2 separate regions of the Gossypium hirsutum genome follow, and region 1 is linked to region 2. Evidence: chromatin contacts called from public Hi-C data. All regions are on one chromosome and are shown on one strand. The core of a region is the stretch at or near the end of the contact, and the rest is flanking DNA. Distances in the headings are between cores, read along the strand shown.

Evidence for each region. Hi-C and Micro-C count contacts between places; a contact is called where the count stands out from the background.
Region 1: a contact with region 2 is called in a Hi-C map of leaf, with 2.5 times the contacts expected there. The contact joins the promoter of LOC107944593 here to the promoter of LOC107952046 in region 2. A contact is called at or near these places in 8 of 34 Hi-C or Micro-C datasets (callus, hypocotyl and leaf).

Annotation. Positions count from the first base shown.
Region 1 is chrA02:16,509,487-16,515,476 of Gossypium_hirsutum_v2.1, forward strand. LOC107944593 (transmembrane protein 135 homolog) reads left to right here and starts at 2,927. Exons shown (of 8, transcript XM_041085490.1): 1 at 2,927-3,129; 2 at 3,224-3,364; 3 at 3,461-3,688; 4 at 4,401-4,608; 5 at 5,697-5,833. The coding sequence starts at 2,927.
Region 2 is chrA02:16,328,855-16,335,422 of Gossypium_hirsutum_v2.1, forward strand. LOC107952046 (probable enoyl-CoA hydratase 1, peroxisomal) reads right to left here and starts at 2,587. Exons shown (of 3, transcript XM_016887285.2): 1 at 1,795-2,587; 2 at 1,431-1,713; 3 at 1-77. The coding sequence starts at 2,204.

The sequences.
Region 1 (5,990 bases), core at 1,677-4,176, 180 kb after region 2:
GAGTTAACACTGTTTGAGTGTGATAGATGGAATAAAAGTACACGTACTACATTAGACAAATTGAAATCATATGTACCACATTAATTTTTTTGTTAAAGTACTAGGAGATTTGTTGCCATTATCCCTTATAGGTTTGAAACTTACAAGGTTAGTACCGTAACGATAGAATTATCCATTGTCTATTCTCAACCTTTCAATAGAAGGATAAATGCGCTTCAACACGCTCAATCCCAAGTCCTCCTGCATAGATAACAATGACAATGTCAATGCTAACCGAGTTAGGACTTAGTCGACATGTATCATTTTTATTCTATATTAGTATGAATATATATTGATGGATTTTGTTGTATTATTTTAAATTTATTGATAATTTTAAAATATTTTTATATAGATATTTATAAATTAATTTATAATTTATAATTAAATATATATTAATATTACATGTAAATTTATCTCAATTACATTCATAAAAATATCTTTGCATACAAATATAAATTTTAAAATGATTTATTAAATTAAATAATTTAATTTGATAATTTTTTTTATTTTTAATGTTTTTAAATAAAAATTAACGCAGTTAAAAATTATCATGTACCTTAAATTTTATTTTATTTTATTTTGTATATTTTACTATATATTAAACACTTGTCATCACTCTAATTTAATATTGAAATGAAATACGTGAAAGTGGCCCCACACACTTAAATTAGCGGCTGAGATTGCAAGAAAATAGGAATTCTCTAAAAATTTTAATAATTTTCTATATTTTATTTTTATTTTTTAGAATTATTGTTAACAAAAATTTTAAAAATATTAAAAGGATATTTTAGCTATCGTTTAGGGATAAAATTAGCTAATAATCTTTGGGATTAATGTACCACAAAACTTAACAAAGACAACTAAACTATAATCATTCAATAACACTAATGACTAATATATAACTTTTAAAAGTTAAATGACTGAAACGTAGTTTTAAACAAAATTTAAGAATAATTAATATAATTTACCTAAAAATAAAAATTGTTAAAGATAATATTCTAACAGTTGGTAGAAGTCTAATGATAAATACGGTAAATTTGGTGGTTCCAGTGACCCTGTATTAGATACAGTGACAGAATTAGAAATTTTTTTGAAAATTAAATTATATATTTTTATAATAATAAAAATTTTAATATTTTAATAATTTATATCTTTATAATTTTAATTAAATTTTTATAATTTTAAAAGATTAAAATATAATAATATTATTATTAATTTAAAATTTTATAAATTATAAATCACCTAAGTGAAACTTGTGGGAGCCACTGATTAGATGTCTGACTGCATACATGCTTTAGTAGGTCGCACTATAATAGGCCTAAAAGCAGAGGATGGTATCATGTCAATGTAGTTGGGTAAGAGTACAGAAGACAAAAGCTTTGATACCATTTCAACACAGACTTTCTTTTAAATTTATTGTGAATCAGCTTAAAATCTATGCAAAAGGGTTATTTAATTTCCGGTATACGAAGCAGGGTTCTATAAGTAATTTTGCCACTTGTAAACGGAGATTTCTTCAGTGGAACTTTTTTTATGACGAATGAATTTTATGGAATTTGATGAGCGGAAAATGTGAGAGCAACTGCAGAATTGTAAGTATTATGAAACGTGTCCGTAAATGAACCGTATTGCACTGCAAATCCTGTCATAATCAATTTCCAACCAAAGAGGCGGCTCCCAAGGCAAAATTAGTAAAACAGGACGTTCTTTTTAAATTAATTATTGATTTAGACTGTTTTTATATTATTTAAGGATTTTGAAAATCACAAGTTAAATGATAAAAAGCGCGTCTTCCGAAAACCACAGTTCAAAAAATGTTTTTTTTATCACACACATTTTCCTTTAACATGCTTATATTTTCTACCCTCCATCCCAAGTTCGAATTTTCTCCCATATTTATTTATTATGTTTCTACTGAATAATTCAAGCATTTTTTTATTTTTTAAATTTTTAATTTTTATTTTTGAACTTTTAGTTAGTAAATATATTTTTAATTTTAATTAACAATTTATTTATATAGATAAAATGAAAATTATATAATTATATAATAAAATAATTATATATATATATTATTATGTTAAATATATTTTATTTTTAAACATCAACTACTTTTTTTGATATATTTTTATTTATATATAATTTTTATATGTCAAATATTTTTTTTACACGTATATCTTGAGTATTGTAAATTTTAATATTATAAAAATAATTATTTCAAAATAATAAATATTTTTCATAAAAATTATATATAAAAAAAATATCAAAAAAATTAATTGATGTTTTTAAAAAATAAAATATATTTAATATAATAATATATAGAAAATTAGTTGATGTATTTTAAAAATAAATATATTTAATATAATCGTATATAAAAAATTATTTTCATTATATAATTACATATTTATTATTTTATCTATATAAATAAAAAATAAATAAAAACTGAAAAATAAATTTAATATAACATGTTTATTAATTAAAAGCATTAATTATAAATTAAAAAAAAAACTCCAAGCAACGTTCATTAAAAAAACAAATAAATAAGGGAGGGGATTCGAATCTGAAACCCAAGGGTAGAAAATGTAATAATTTTAAAAAATATTCTATAAAGCTAATTTTCCTAAATAATATAAAAAACGGCTAAATTGGTAATTGTTTTTAAAAAGTTTCCTTCTTCACTAATTTGCCCGGCACCCAATTATTTTTTATCAGTCGTAGTTTTTCCTCTAGCTTTTCCAAGAAGCTTCGTTATCTCCGCCCCCCACATCATCAGCATGTCACCGTCTGCTGACGGAACCGTCAAATGCGCCTGCAGATGCTCCTCTTCGTCCCTCGAGAATGGTGGTTTCAACGATGACTCCGCCGATTATGGTCATTTAAGTTCGGTTGACGGACTTGCTCGCATTGCGCCGGATCAAAACCTTCGTCAAATTCTTCCTCTGCTCTTGCTATTGGTACGGTTCCGTTAACGCAGTCGGAGAAGTTGCGGAGATTCATCGTCGCCTCAGCTAAAGGTTTCTCGATCGGGGCTGGCCTTAGAGGTGGATTAGCTCTCTTCTCGATTATAGCACGGTTACGGCGCAAAAAATTAAGGTAACTAATTGTTATACAAATAAATTTGACGATTTCAAATTTCATTTGCTTTATTTATAGTTATATACTACTAAGGCAATAATTATGATTGTAGGAAAGATGAGTCGTTTTCTGATAAAGAAGCGATTGTTGTGGGGATGAAAGAGACTATTAGATACGGTCTTTTCCTTGGTACTTTTGCGGGTACATTTGTTTCTGTAGATGAAATTATTGTTGCTGTTGGGCGACATAACAGGCAATGATCTTCTTAATCTTAATTTTCCTCATTCAAACAAAGGAACTTATTATTAACTTGCGTTTGATTTATTTGAATTATTGAATTTCTTTTCAGGACTACAAAGTGGAGGGCGTTAATAGCGGGACTTGTTGCAGGTCCTTCCATGCTTCTTACTGGACCTAATAAACAACATAAGAGTTTGGCCATATACATACTCATGCGAGCTGCCGTATTGGCTTCGCGCTGCGGAATGAAGAGTAAACGATTTGGGAAGCTTTGTAAACCTCTTACATGGAAGCATGGTGACATATTCCTTATGTGTCTCTCTTCTTCGCAAATTTTGTAGGTTCCTTTTGTTAAGTTGTCTTGGTTGTTGGCTTAGTTTTTTGCTATTAATTAAACTTTATTGCAATTCTTCTTAATGAATCTCGGTCATTATTGAATTTACCACATGGACTAAAGGACCAAGTCTACTGGGATTCCCGTCTTCTGGATCAAGTTACCAATCTCTAAACTATCCTGTTTGGAAGATTTAAGAGAAAAAAAAGTGTTGTAGTGTATAATTTTGGAGGCATTCTGAAAATTATCTGACTATATTAGAATTGATTCATGACTGGAAAGTCTGATCAGCATGCCTAGGGACTTTGTTGTTCATTTTTCTGCACCTTTTTTATCATTCAACCTGTTAAAGTTGGCAATCAAAATTGAAAATGTTTGTCTTTTCATCTCCAGTTTTTAAAGTTCATTGAATCTTAGGCTTCATAGCATGAACTTAGATACTTATCTCTAAAAAAGATGGTCAGAGCGTAAATATGTGAAAAGAAAGTGGGAAAATGTTTGCTTGAATGAATGTAAGTGCTAATTAAATGTTTTTGGGCATCATTTGAAAAGGGGCTGCATGGAACTGTGTGGCTTTACAAGTTGTACAAGTAATAGCATCCAAAAACACTATCTCGGGAAATTTTTTTCTGTAATTTTCCTAAGAAGATGATGACTGTACATTTATTATTTTTCGAAAGTGTAATCTTTTAAGTGGAAGCATTTATGTTTTCAGGTCCTCTTACCTTTTGAAGCCAGAGAGTTTTCCCCCTTCGTATAGGTCATTTCTCAATAAACATGTTGGAAAGGATCAGGTCATCCTGCAAGGCGTTAAAGAGCATGCAAGTGCCCTTCCATACACTAATTTGGAAGCAATAGAGAATTTTTTTAAGGCAAAAGGAGCAGACGTTAAATTAGATCCAAATATGAAAATCCCATGTTCAGTATGATCCTTCTTTCTCCTTTTCTGTTGTTCTGCCGAGTAGCAATAATGTCTATACTTTGTTCAAAGTGTACAGCACTCTACCAATAGGCTATATGGTTATTGGCAGTATGCACTCTTGTTTAATTGCATTTCTTTCTTCCCTTGGAACAAAAACATTAATAACAAATCATTTTCCCTCTACGTAGCATCCATGTTATTAACAAGGCTTCGCTGTTGTGCTTTAATTATTTAGGACCTTATCTTGAGTAAGATCATTAAAGGCTAGTGCTTCAATTTCCATCCCTGACAGTTTGTCTTTATGAACATCAAGTTAGATGCCTGTTAAAAAGAATAATTTGTAAGAATTGAAGAAAGCTAAGTATTAAGGTTTAGGTTCAGAAAAGTAATGTGAAGTGACATTCAGCTTTTCATTTCTTTGTTCCTTTTATATCTCATAAAGCTCATTTTTTGGGCCAAAAACTCTCATTCATGCTGCTTTATTAGCAATTACAAAAAGGAAGTACGAAATTGGAATTAGGAGAGAGTATGAAAATACTTGAAAACATAAGCAATAGAACTTGAATGTGCAACTTTGCATTTTTTTTTGCTCCTTGACTTTAGTTGGTCTGTTTTTCCGCCTGACACTGCCTTCCAACTTCTACGAATTTGAGAACCTGATCATTTATTATTGTTGTTTGAAATATGTGTTGACTCATAAATGTAAAAGCACATAGTTAATGCATTTTTGACAGTTTAATAATCATGTAGTTATAATCCGGAGTTCTCCATTCCAAAAACTATGTATTGCACTTCATCATCCTTGCAGTCTCCGAAAGCCTTGAGAGCAGATCTCTTTTGCAATTGTTCTCATTGTCATAAGATCCTCAGAGTGCTCACATAAGCAATTTGCTTGATTGCTGAAACAAACTAGATTCTCTTGCAGGAATTGTTTTGTCTGTGATTTCTGTTTAAATTACCGAAATGACTTTAGAAAGTTCACAACAGACTTTGAATTCAAGTACTCATGCTGCTAATGCTTGAAGTTTTCTTTGCAAAAGTATATTGTTACTTTTGGGAATTGTGCTTAAACCCTTGAGCTATTTGCAGATGATACACGGGAATCAAGCATGCAGTTCACATGTTTTTACTTTTTTTAGTGAAGCATATAAAAGATCATTACCGGTATATCTTCCAGTTTATTTGATTCCTACACTAATAGTTCATCATCAAGGCCTCCTAAAAAGGTAAAAGTAGTTAGCTCAAAATTTGGTGCAATATTCTCTTACCATTTGGCTGCTTCATTTTTTTCTTATATTATTAATATAATTTTTCTTTTTAAAAAGTTCGTTAACTTTAAATGTTGGTTCACATTATTCCCTCCACTTCAGGGCCTCCGTTACC
Region 2 (6,568 bases), core at 1,337-3,836:
CCCCGCCTAGCTATGAACTCTTGCATCTTCTTAAACTGCTCCGGTGTCATTCCATCGTAGTATTTATGACCCCTCTCCTATAAAAAGAACATGAATTTAAATTGGGAAAATCAGCAAAAAAATCTTAACCCTTCAAACAAGCTCAAGTTGCAAGGACAGAATGCTTAAGAGATGAGTAAACAGAAGCAATGGTAGAACATGGATTCTTTGGAGGAATCATGTATTATCAGCATATAAGGAAGAAATGAGGTGATTGATAGAAGGGAACTATGGAATCATCTGTTATCTCTACATAGGAAACTTTTTTATCAAACCCCTAGCATTACACTTGGTGATTTTCATTGAGATATTTAGGATTGCCCTTACTGAGGAGGAGGCAACTGACTGGGAATGGTTCCTACTAATAGAGAAGATCGCTACACAAATCAACTATTGGATTACAAAGTTCCTATCTTATGCAGGGAAAACTTTAACTCGTTCAGGTAGCGATGTTAAATATCCAGAACAACTGGTACAGTTAATTTTCCTTCTTCCTGGAAGTGTCTAGGACATAATTAATCAACTATCCTCTCGGTTCTACTGAATAAGTAGGGTAAATCAGCCAAGGAGCAAGGTTACGAATTTGCAAAACTAGCTCTGAAAGACGATTTGATTTAAACAACTTATGTTTGGTTTCTATTGTCCCCAGTCGGTTCTCTTTTGGATTACTTGGATTAATAATGCTCATGTGCTCAATGCAAATCAAAACAGCAGCAGAACAGCAGACAAATATTGCAAGTGAGGCTGATAGCTCTTCAGCTTACTAGGCAGCAAGGTTAATCTCGAATTTCTCTGATGTCAAATACTCAGGGTCCTCTCCATATCCCAAAGCCTGCAATGATTTATTAGATGGCTACACTTATTAGGCTGTCAACCTAGGATCATTCACTGTCCTGGAGGATAACACCATACTGTGCGTGTGTTCTGTCAGCCAGAGCAAGAATTTGAAAACTACTTGTTCTTCAAATTGTGCTCTCTAAGAAAGTCTCAAAGGATATTCTATGTCAATGCCAACTCAAAAAAAGCTATACCAGGCTGGGAGGAAGAACAGAGATGGGCAGTAAGATACTTAAGCAGCGAATCCTCGATCAGAATTGTATTGAGTATTGCTAGGACCTTCATCTACCAGATTTGAAGGGAGATAAACAACAGATTATATGGAACTTTTCAGCAGATTACCAAACATACCATCAACCGTGCGAAGACAACCGTTAGCAGGCTAAGAAACCATGTAAAGACACATGGAATACAATCTTTTTCACTTTCTTTTATTCTTGTATTGCATAGCTTTGATTACTTTCTTTTCATTATGTAGCAGCAATTTCCAAGTTCTTTTAGATAAATAAAACCATGCTTATCCAAGAAAAGATATACATAAGCGTAATGAATACCTTTTCCATGGCGAGACCCTCACGAAGATCCAATTTGTACCCATCATTGATCACAGACTTGTACCTGAGAACCAAGTCTTGACTGTTCTTCATAATTGCTCCTGCAAGTTGTCGAGCTTTATTCAGCACTTCATTTTGGTCAACAACATAATTGACAAACCCCAATTTCTCAGCTTCCTCTGCTGACAAAGGCATGGCTGCCAACGACACTTCGCGAGCCTTGTTTGGTCCTATAAAGCGTGCAAGCTTCTGGGATAAACCCCATGAAGGAAATATACCAAATCTACAATCAATTTTTCAAAACACTAAATCAACAAATGATAAAATCAAAGCCTTCGACTTGTTTATCTTCGGCAATTGTTACCTGGCGTGAGTATCAACGAAAGCGGCTCCCTTAGCAGCGACCAGCATATCACAAGCGAGGGCGATCTCGAAGCCGGCAGTAATAGCAAGGCCGTTGATAGCTCCGATGATTGGTTTGGGGCATTGCTCCATCTGAACAACCGGATCCGTCTCCGGGTCCTTAACGTCACCCTTGAAAACATCTTGTGCAGCCGTCAAATCCACGCCTGAACAGAAAGCCCGTCCAGCTCCAGACAAGATGATGACCCGCACCGAGTTGTCCTTCGCAAGAGCCTTGAAAGCCTTGGCCAAGTCCACCATCATGGGCCGGGTCAAGGAGTTGAGAGATTTGGGTCGATTGATGGTAACAGTAGCGATCCCATCAGGTTCACGGGTCACAATGATCAGCTTCTCAGAGGAGGAACCCTCCATTTTTACAGGAAAAGGAAAGAAAGGGAAAGATCCAAAAGAGGAGATGAATAAATTTTATTGCAATTTTGGAAATGGTTACATAAAATAAATATTTTCAACATGGATCTGGTTTTTGGTAGTTGTGTTTCGTCATCATCATTGATTGCGTGTAGATAATGCCTTGCATTACGTGTCTGATAACGGCAACATGGAGATGGAGATGGGAAGCGGATAAGAACATAAGAAAACAAAAAAATCCCACTCCCTACGTGTCTGATCTGGTTTTTTGGTAATTGTGTTTCGTCATAATATTTTATTTCATTTAAGGGTAAACTGCAAACTCATCAAGATATAGCTTAAGAAAAATGCCACTCAATCGTAGATCTATAAGTGTCCCAACTCACTTGTCTAAGTCCGGAGATCTGAATATTATATTTTAAGCCCATTGCCCGCAAACTCAAACATGCATATCAAAGTCCAAGTAATAGGTCAGCCGAAAATGTAAAGAACTAACAGCCCAAAATGCATTTTTCTTTTTATTCTAATAAAACAAACCCTAAAATGCTTACAGTCTCAAATTTCCTTTCTGCCCTTCTTTCACTCCCACAAACAACTCAGTCTCGATTCTTGTTTCTTTTTGTTGAAAAGTCAACAAAGGTAAGAAGCAACTTGTTAAAAAGGTGAAGCAAGTTGCACCGAATGTTGAAAAGTTGAATGGGATAATTGCAATTTTGGTCCCTAATTTTTTAGGCCATTTGCAAGTTAGTCCCTGAATTTCAACTATAAATAGACCTTCTCATTTTTCATTTCAACTATCCCAACCAATCTTTCTCTCTTAGTTTTCTCTCTTCTCCCATTTGAGAATTCTTAAGGAATTGTATTTGTTTGTATTATTTTGGAGATAATAAAGTTATCATCTGGTGTTAGTGCCTGAGGACGTAGGTATAATTTACCGAACCTCGTTAAAACTCTTGTGTTTTTTCTTGTCCTATTTTTCTTTCAATATTTGAGGGTATAATAGCAGTATTTAATGTGCTATTAAATTACTATAGAATGAATATTCTAACTAAGGAAAGACTTGGTATTTAAGAGATCCATGTGATCCACCTCTCTTCCCTAGGAATTGAACTTTGTGTGATTTTTTAGTACAATAATTTACACGCTTCCGACCCTATTGGAACTACAAGTGGTATCAAGAGCCGAAGGTTAATCGTAGTATGCTCTGTGGTTGCAGTTTAAACTGATCTTCCACATAAAAAAAGATTTCCTTAGGTATATTGAAAGATTATGGAGAAAACGGTCGGTGTAGGAGCTTCAACATCGTCCATGTGGACAAGACCGACAATTGCAAATGCAAGATTGGCCGTGGAGATCTTTGATGGCACGGGCCATTTTGGTATGTGGCAAAGTGAGGTTCTAGATGCCCTTTTTCAGCAGGGTCTAGACATTACCATTGATGAAGAGAAACAAGATGATGTACAGGAGAAAGATTGGAATGCGATCAATCGGTTGGCATGTGGCACAATTTGATCATGCCTTTCTCGAGAGCAGAGGTATGCTTTTTCAAAGGAAACTTCTGCAAATAAGTTGTGGGTGGCACTTGAAGAAAATTTTTTGAAGAAAAACAGTCAAAATAAGCTCCACTTGAAGAAAAGACTATTTCGTTTCACTTACGTCCCAAGTACCACAATGAATGATCACATCACCAAATTTAATCAGTTAGTCACTGATTTGCTGAATATGGATGAGACATTCAAAGATGAAGATTTGGCTTTGATGGTGTTGGGGTCACTTCCTGAGGAGTTTGAGTTCCTAGAAACTACTCTACTTCATGGCAGGAGTGATATATCTCTGAGCGAAGTCTGTGCGGCCTTATACAGTTATGAACAGAGAAAGAAGGACAAACAGAAAAACTTAATCAGAGATACAGAAGCTTTAGTAGTCCGAGGTCGTTCATACACTCGGAAGAAAATTCAGAAAGGGAGATCAAAGTCAAAGTCCAGACTTGGGAAAGATGAATGTGCCTTTTGTCATGAGAAAGGCCATTGGAAGAAAAATTGTCCAAAGTTGAAGAATAAGGGAAAAGCTGTTGTAGATGCTTGTGTTGCAAAGTATGATACCAGTGACTCTGAACTATCACTGGTTGCATCATCATCGTCGTTCCATTCAGATGAGTGGATATTGGATTCGGGTTGTACCATCATATGTCCCCTAACCGGGAGTGGTTCTCTGATTTAGTAGAACTAAATGGAGGAGTTGTTTATATGGGCAATGACAATGCCTGTAAAACTGTTGGGATAGGTTCAATCCAATTAAATAATCAAGATGGATCAACCAGAGTTCTGACTGATGTTCGGTACGTGCCCAGTTTGAAGAAACATCTCATCTCATTGGGAGCCTTGGAATCCAATGGTTCAGTTGTTACTATGAGAGATGGGATTTTGAAAGTGACATCTAGCGCACTTGTGATATTGAAGGGCATCAGAAAAAATAACTTGTATTACTACCAAGGTAGTACAGTTATTGGAGTAGTCACCGCAGCTTTCGGTAACAAAGAATTGGACTCAATGCAGTTGTGGCATATGAAGTTGGGACATGCCAGCGAAAAATCCTTACAAATTCTAGCAAAGCAAGGATTGTTGAAAGGCAAAGGCTTGCAAATTAAAATTTTGCGAGCATTGTGTTCTGGGAAAGCAAAAGAGAGTGAAATTCGGCACTGCTATCCATAATACAAAAGGTATTTTGGAATATGTTCACTCAGATGTGTGGGGGCCTTCCAAGACACCTTCATTGGGAGGAAAACACTACTTTGTTACTTTTGTTGATGACTTTTCCAGAAGAGTTTGGGTGTATACCATGAGAACTAAGGGTGAAGTGCTTGGAGTTTTTCTTAAATGGAAAACTATGATCGAAAACCAGACTGGCAAGAAAATCAAGCGGCTTAGGACGGACAATGGAGGGGAATATAAAAGTGATCCGTTCTTCGATGTGTGCCAAGATTATGGTATTGTTCGACACTTCACAGTTAGGGATACACCACAGCAGAATGGAGTGGCAGAGCGTATGAATCGAACATTGCTGGAGAAAGTTCGATGTATGTTGTCCAATGCTGGGTTGGGCAAGCAATTTTGGGCTGAGGCTGTGACATACGCTGGCCATCTTGTTAATCGTTTGCCATCATCTGCATTAGAAAGAAAAACTCCTATGGAGGTATGGTCTGGAAAACCGGCTACAAATTATGATTCCTAACATGTGTTTGGATCCACTGCATATTACCATGTGAAGGAGTCAAAGTTAGATCCGAGGGCAAAGAAAGCTCTCTTTATGGGAATCACTTCTGGAGTGAAGGGATTTCGTCTTTGGTGCTTAAGCACAAAGAAAATGATCTGCAGCAGAGATGTTACCTTTGATGAATCTGCCACATTGAAAAAGGTATCAGATGAAGATATTCAGACAAGCGATATTCCACAGCAGGTGGAGTGTACTCCAAAACAGATGGAGTTTGAGCAGATGGGGATTTGCCCAGTTAATAAGTTTAATTCTCCAGCTACAATGGAGGAATTAGAGGTTGAAGAGGTTCTGACCCAAGAACCATTAAGTACACCAGAACCAGTTGTAGTTGCAAGGCCACGGAGAGAAATTCGTAAACCTGCTCGATTTACTGATATGGTGGCCTATGCCCTTCCCGTTGTTGATGATGATATTCCTATCACTTATCAAGAAGCAATGCAAAGCTTAGAAAGTGATAAATGGAAAAGCGTCATGGATGAAGAAATGCAGTCTCTCCGGAAGAACAATACTTGGGAGTTGGTGCAATTACCGAAAGGTAAAAGGGCAATCGGATGCAAGTGGGTATTCGCAAAGAAAGATGGATCTCCTAGCAAGAAAGATGTTCGCTACAAGGCAAGATTGGTAGCAAAAGGTTACGCTCAGAAGGAAGGAATTGACTACAATGATGTATTTTCCCCTGTTGTGAAGCATTCCTCCATTAGAATTTTGTTAGCCTTGGTAGCACAGTTGAATTTGGAGCTAGCTCAACTTGATGTTAAGACGGCTTTCTTGCATGGTGAGTTAGAAGAGGAGATCTATATGACTCAGCCCGAAGGATACACAGATGCTGGTGGTAGAAATTGGGTTTGTAAGCTGAACAAATCGCTATATGGATTGAAGCAATCCCCGAGGCAGTGGTACAAGCGATTTGATAGCTTTATGAGAAGGTAGAAGTACACAAGAAGCAAATATGACAATTGTGTGTATTTACAGAAGCTGCATGACGGATCTTTCATTTATCTACTCTTGTATATTGATGATATGTTAATCGCTTCGAAGAGCCAAAAAGAGATAGATAAGCTGAAGGCTCAGTTGAATCAAGAGTTCGAGATGAA